Linked DNA regions of Cricetulus griseus: region 1 is linked to region 2. Evidence: chromatin contacts called from public Micro-C data. All regions are on one chromosome and are shown on one strand. Each heading gives the region's core, a stretch centred on a gene start, on an enhancer-like site or on the middle of the called end of the contact. The rest is flanking DNA. Distances are from core to core; before and after follow the strand shown.

Region 1 (2,700 bases), core at 148-2,647, 230 kb before region 2:
ACATGCACACATGCTCATTTACGGGCACACGTGCACGCACAGGCATATGCACAGGCGCGCGCGCGCGCGCACACACACACACACACACACACACACACACACACACGGAGAGCAGAGGACCAGGACCTGCTCTGATGCTCAGAAGTCTAGTGGGATGATGGCTTTAGCCTAGATGATGTGGGGTTGTGGGGGTGGGGGCACACATCTGTGTGAAGAATGCACTTCCAGGTCTCCGGTTTCGAAACTTCCCAGGATTGATCACCAGAGGGCAGCAAATACCAATTTGCAGATTGTTGCCTTGCCATTGTGTGTTTGCTCTGTGTTGGGTGTCAGAGTGGCTGGGATTTCGCCGCTGCCATCAGTTTATTTAGCTTCTTATTGTCACTGTGAGCACAGGAGTGCGTCAGCTGTGTGGTTGCCGGGCTCAAGATCAAGCTTGTAAATAATCCAGAGTGATTTTGATGACTTCAAGGTATAATTTGACTCATAAATGTCTCTTAGGAGAACAACCAAACAAAAACAAAGCCCTTTGTATCACCTTGGGTGGATATGAAAATAATTACACATTGCTGTGTTGTCTCTGTGTTTACATTTTTCACAACAGAAACTTAAACATTTGTCTTTTCTGTTTGAGCCAGGATCTCACTATGAAGCCCTGGCTGGTTTGGAACTCCCTTTGTAGACAAGGCTGTGTTCCAAGTCACAGAGCTCCTCCTGCCTCTGCATTCTAGTTACTGGGAGTGTAGGTGTGTATTCAGCAACACTAGTCTTTTAAAAGATTTAACTACTGTATTTTCCCATAAAGTCCGAGGTGCTGGAGATAAATACAGCTAGAGATAAGCATTCGTGTTTGAAGTGGGTGTTTGGAAGAATTTCCTTTTTGTACTTAGCTCCGTGCATATGTGCTGAATACCTTCCTTTTCAGCGGGACAGCGGTGGTAGATGTGACCTGGAACAGGCGCACGCCCCACAGAGACTCAGCGTGCACCACAGGAACTGTAGACTATGAGAGGGAACATCCAGGGTTATCCTGGGAGGCGGATAGAAGTGGTGGTGATGGAGACAGACCTGAGGCTAATACATCGTAAAGGGAGAGCCTTAAGAGTATTGTGGATTGAAAGGAACCTCAGAGAACATGATCTAATTGAAGCCCTACACTCTGCCATGTTTGGGATTGAATCTAGGGCTTCTTACACAAAGAACACCAGTTTGGCCACTGAGCGGCACTCCACCCCCATTGCATTGTGTGTTATTTCTGAGTGAAGAAGCCTCTTGATCGCTGGCAGAGTAACCTATAGTTGGCATGCAGCCCATGCCTCCTGAGTCACATATCCAGGTCATGTTTACCAGATGGACACCCTCAGAGCACGTGGCAGGGTTGGAGTTTTTCAGTGCTGAAGGAGAGGGAAGTCCTGGGGCATTACTCCTTGTCTGATGTGGCAAAGGGACATTAGATGCTGTGACCATGCCAGCAGTTCAAGGATCAGGGCTCCTTGTCAGTGAGTCACCAGAGGCTGAGTAGGCCTTTGGGAACCCAGCTTTCTGAGGCCCTTGGTACAGACACAGCAGCTGTAAAGGAGACTGTGACGCTGCCATGGCTGTGAACTGTTTACAATGCTCCTTGCCTGTGCTCTGCTAGGAAGGGAGCTGGCCTTACCTAGCTTGGAAGCCTACTTACCTGGGACAGAGTACCTGGGCTGCAAGCTGTGGGGAGCTTCATTGCTTCATAGAAACTCTGTCTCCTGTCATTGGGGGATCATTGTCTGTGCCACCTAGAAGGTTGGATAATTGATGGCTGTCAGGTTTTTCTTAGTGTTTCTGCCTGAACCCATTTCCATGGAGGACGAACACCTGTGAGGGCCATGGTCCCTTTTCTTCACAGTTCACTATTCCATGCTCCTGTCCATTGCTTTAGTAGGTTGATAGATAAAGGGGCCCAAAGAGAAAAGCCACAGTCGGACTGTCACTGGCTATGTTGGGAGCCTCCTGTTAAGGGACAATGTTTTAAGCATTTTATGTATAATCGCCCATTTTGTCATCTCAGCTGTCCTGTGAGATGGATGTATTTATGATTCTTATATGTTATGTAGAAATAATGGATCCAAAACAATATAACCATTTTCCCAGAGTTTTTCAGGGCTCACAGTTCACTGGGGTCCAGTTCTTACTCAAAAGCAGGGTCATTCTCAAGTGATAGGCCTCTGAGTGTCTTGCACAAGCCCTACCCACAGCTGCTCCTGGATCACTGTGATACACAGTCATATTTCCTTGGAGCAACTGAGCTAAACCAAAGATTTAAAAATTGACCATATTGAAAATAATGGAGATTCTGGAATTTGTCAGATGTCAGATGACTAGTGGCTGGGCTAGAATCCAGATCTCTACCCATCTAATTGATCTTTGGTGGGATGCTGACTTTTTCTAGGAGTGGTAGTTTTCCCTGGTCCCCAGCATCTGTGCACCAAAACGGTTAAGGGAGGGACAAGGCTGAGGCAGTCTGTGTACTGGTGTTCTTTTATGGGGAAAGGGACCATTTATGATGGGCATTTATGGAAGGTTTCCAGAGGAATTTTTAAAAAAACTAAATCCATTGTAATAATTTTGAATTTCTCTGCCTATTATACTGAAGGGACCAGCTCCCCTTTCGGCAGTCATAGCGGCCGAACACGTGCTTGTTTGACCTTGTCTTAGTCACTAGAA
Region 2 (2,700 bases), core at 72-2,571:
GCCAGCCAGTGCAACTTCTTCAAAGCTCTGGCCGGCCACAGACCCTCCCTTCGGTGAAGTCTATTTGGATGTACCTGCACTAGCTAGCAGAGTGCGGGCGACCGCTAATCCATTTTACATAGTTGGAGCTCGCAGAAAGTGATCAGCACCTAGCCTTGGCTTGCTTGGTGGTTCATTCCAGTCTCAGGGACCCTTGCCTGCTGCCTTTCAGTCTCTGTTAGCACTCTTCTGGAGAGATGGGGCTGGTCTTTTCTCCCGCTCCTCTTTTCAGAGGCTCTTCTTGTCAGTTGCCTTTGAGCGCCAGAGGGTGGCACTCCAGAGGTGGAGAAGAAGGGCGGGAAGAAGAAAAGGGAGGGAGAGGAGGCAGCGTTAATTCTCAGACCTTGGTCTCTAGTTACCAGGATAATCTTGAGAAAGAACCCTTACCCTGAGACCCTTCACGGAAAAACCTAGATTTCGGCCGGACCTGGCGGGGTGGGGGTGGGGCGGTCAAATAGTTAGAAATTTTAAAGAAGACACAGGTTGTTTAGAAACAATAACTTCCTGTGTTGTGGGGAATTTCTGCCCTTCTGAGTGATTGGGGGCGGATGGAAAGTCTTCCGTGAACGCTCCCACATCCGACCTGTCCCTTTGTGTCGTGTTTTGCAGTTGCTGAATTTGTGCGAGTCGGTGAAGGATGACGCCCTGAAAGTGATCTCTGCCTTCAACATTCCACACACCAACCTCCATGCACCAATCGCTGGAGTACTCAAGCCCTGGGCTGCCTGGGCCTTCTACCCGGCGCCTACGCCAACACTGGTGCGGGAAGGGGCACGCTCCCAGCCATCCAAGCTGTGAGCCAGGCGTATGGAGAAATGTAGTGGCTGGTCCGCAGCTTGCCACCTAGTTCTCTTCAAATAGCTCCCAGAGCTGGAGCAGAGGCCTAAGTGGCAGGTGCAGGGCCGCTACCCTTGGGGGTTTTGGTCACACAAAGGTGGAGGTCCGGCTAAGTCTGGCAAGGCTCAGGACAGGTTGTCAGGGAGGAGAATAGGTGGACGCCAGGGAGTACTGTAATTTATCCCGATCTGGTAACTTTTCTTGGCCCTTGCCTTGGCCTCTCCAAGCCGCGGCGCTGGATCCCCAGACAATCGGGTGGTCTTGCCCAGAGCCCGGTGCCACCAAAGATCTCCGCTGTCATCGGTGACTCAGATTCCTAGTGACTTCGAAAAACTCGGGTGCTGGGTGAAAAAAAAAAATCAAAACATAAAAATCAAACGCCCTCAGGCAAAAGGGGTGGAGAAAAGCTCCACCCACTCCAAGCGCGGGCAAAAGTTCAGCAAGGGATGATTAGTGAATCAGACTTGCTCCGGCTCTGCTAGGAAACACGCTGGCGAGAAAGGGGAGCGTGACCCTGGAGTCGAGCTGGTCCTACCAGGTAGGCGATCTCCGGACTGCAGGACGACACGCGACAAGCGTTTCACCGCGCTAAACTGTAATCCGCCCTTTAGAGAAGCGTAGATGTAAAGTTTAATAAATTAAGCAATAGAAAAGTGCTCCCGCGGCTTGGAGGGGGTAGGAGAGGGAGGCCTGGGGAATAGCTGCAATAAACTGGTTTTGGAATTTGGAGAGATTACACAGGCGGAAATGAATTTCTCATTTATGTCCTGACTTTGGGGTTGCCCAGTTTCATTCTCAAATCGAGCCATCATCTCGCTTCCCTCTCTCTACATCCGGTTGCCAGCATCGGGAAGGCACGGGTGACCCACTGACCCTTCCCACGTAGCTCTTCTCTGCTGTCAAATCTGATCCCAGGAGTTCTCCTGACGCTGCAGGAGAAGGGTGCAAGGGCCCAGCATGTCATGAGACACTTAGTGGAAGCTCCCTAAACTGCCTGGTTCGCTGGTGATGCAAGAGCCTCCACTTCCAGACCGGCTTCCTAGTTAAGTCCTACTAAATAAGAGCACACCCAGTGCCTGTATTTTTCTTTTAGCGAGCTCAGAGTCGCAAAATCGGAAAACTCCGGGGCAGACTCCTCCTACAAAGAAACGGGCGATAAGACTTTTTTTCCCCCTTGTGTGGTTCTTTTCTAGTCCGATTCTGAAGTGCCTGGCTCCCGGCTGAAATGCGGAGCCCGCAGACTTGTTGGCTGGAGGCTCTCGGAGCAGCGGTATACCCGGTTGCATGGGTGGGATGCGGAGTGGCCAAGTCACAGGACTAGCTTGCAGCCATGGCCAGGATAGACCTGGAGTTGCCGCTTACTTGGCTGCAAATGCCAATGCCCTGTGCGCTCTTGTAGCGAACACCCCTGGCCCACATGGCTTTGCCGCGAGCCTCCCAGCTCCCCTGGGAACCAGTAGCTTCTTTGATCTCCCTCAATCACTTGAGAACCAAGACTTTAACCTAAGGCTGTGGTGTGTCACGCTGACGTTAGAACCGGTAATAAACACCGAAATTACCAAGATGGTCCGACATTGGTGCGATAGGTCCTGTCACTTGTTCATGAAAAGGTCACTTCCTTCTCTCTGCCAGCCTGGATGAGGACTGAGTAGCCCTTAAATCGAGATTCCTCAGTCTTCACACTGAGGATGCCCGGCGCTCTATTTCCAGACCAACTTCTCCCGGCTGTTGTGGCGAAAGAGAAGGGGATGGGGTGGGGTGTGTGACACCATTGCCTTCGAGACTTCGATTGGGGACAGGAAAGCCTCAGGAGGGTGAAGGCGA

The links. Hi-C and Micro-C count contacts between places; a contact is called where the count stands out from the background.
Region 1: a contact with region 2 is called in a Micro-C map of the CHO-K1 cell line, with 4 times the contacts expected there. The contact joins the enhancer-like site here to the promoter of Bcl2l11 in region 2. A contact is called at or near these places in 5 of 8 Hi-C or Micro-C datasets (the CHK-Q cell line, the CHL-YN cell line, the CHO-K1 cell line and 1 more).

What each region holds. Positions count from the first base shown.
Region 1 is chr6:50,696,733-50,699,432 of CriGri-PICRH-1.0, reverse strand. All of the region lies in intron 8 of Acoxl (acyl-coenzyme A oxidase-like protein), which reads left to right. Among named protein-coding and RNA genes, the nearest start is that of Acoxl, 34 kb to the left of the region's middle. Within about 2 kb of position 1,397, at least 2 of the 6 cell types and tissues checked have open chromatin away from gene starts, as enhancers often do. A contact at or near this core is called in the CHO-K1 cell line and fibroblasts, where this site is marked.
Region 2 is chr6:50,465,616-50,468,315 of CriGri-PICRH-1.0, reverse strand. Bcl2l11 (bcl-2-like protein 11) reads left to right here and starts at 1,321. Exons shown (of 4, transcript XM_027421857.2): 1 at 1,321-1,414. It overlaps Acoxl (acyl-coenzyme A oxidase-like protein), which reads left to right. Exons shown (of 19, transcript XM_035446222.1): 18 at 649-1,414. The coding sequence ends at 837.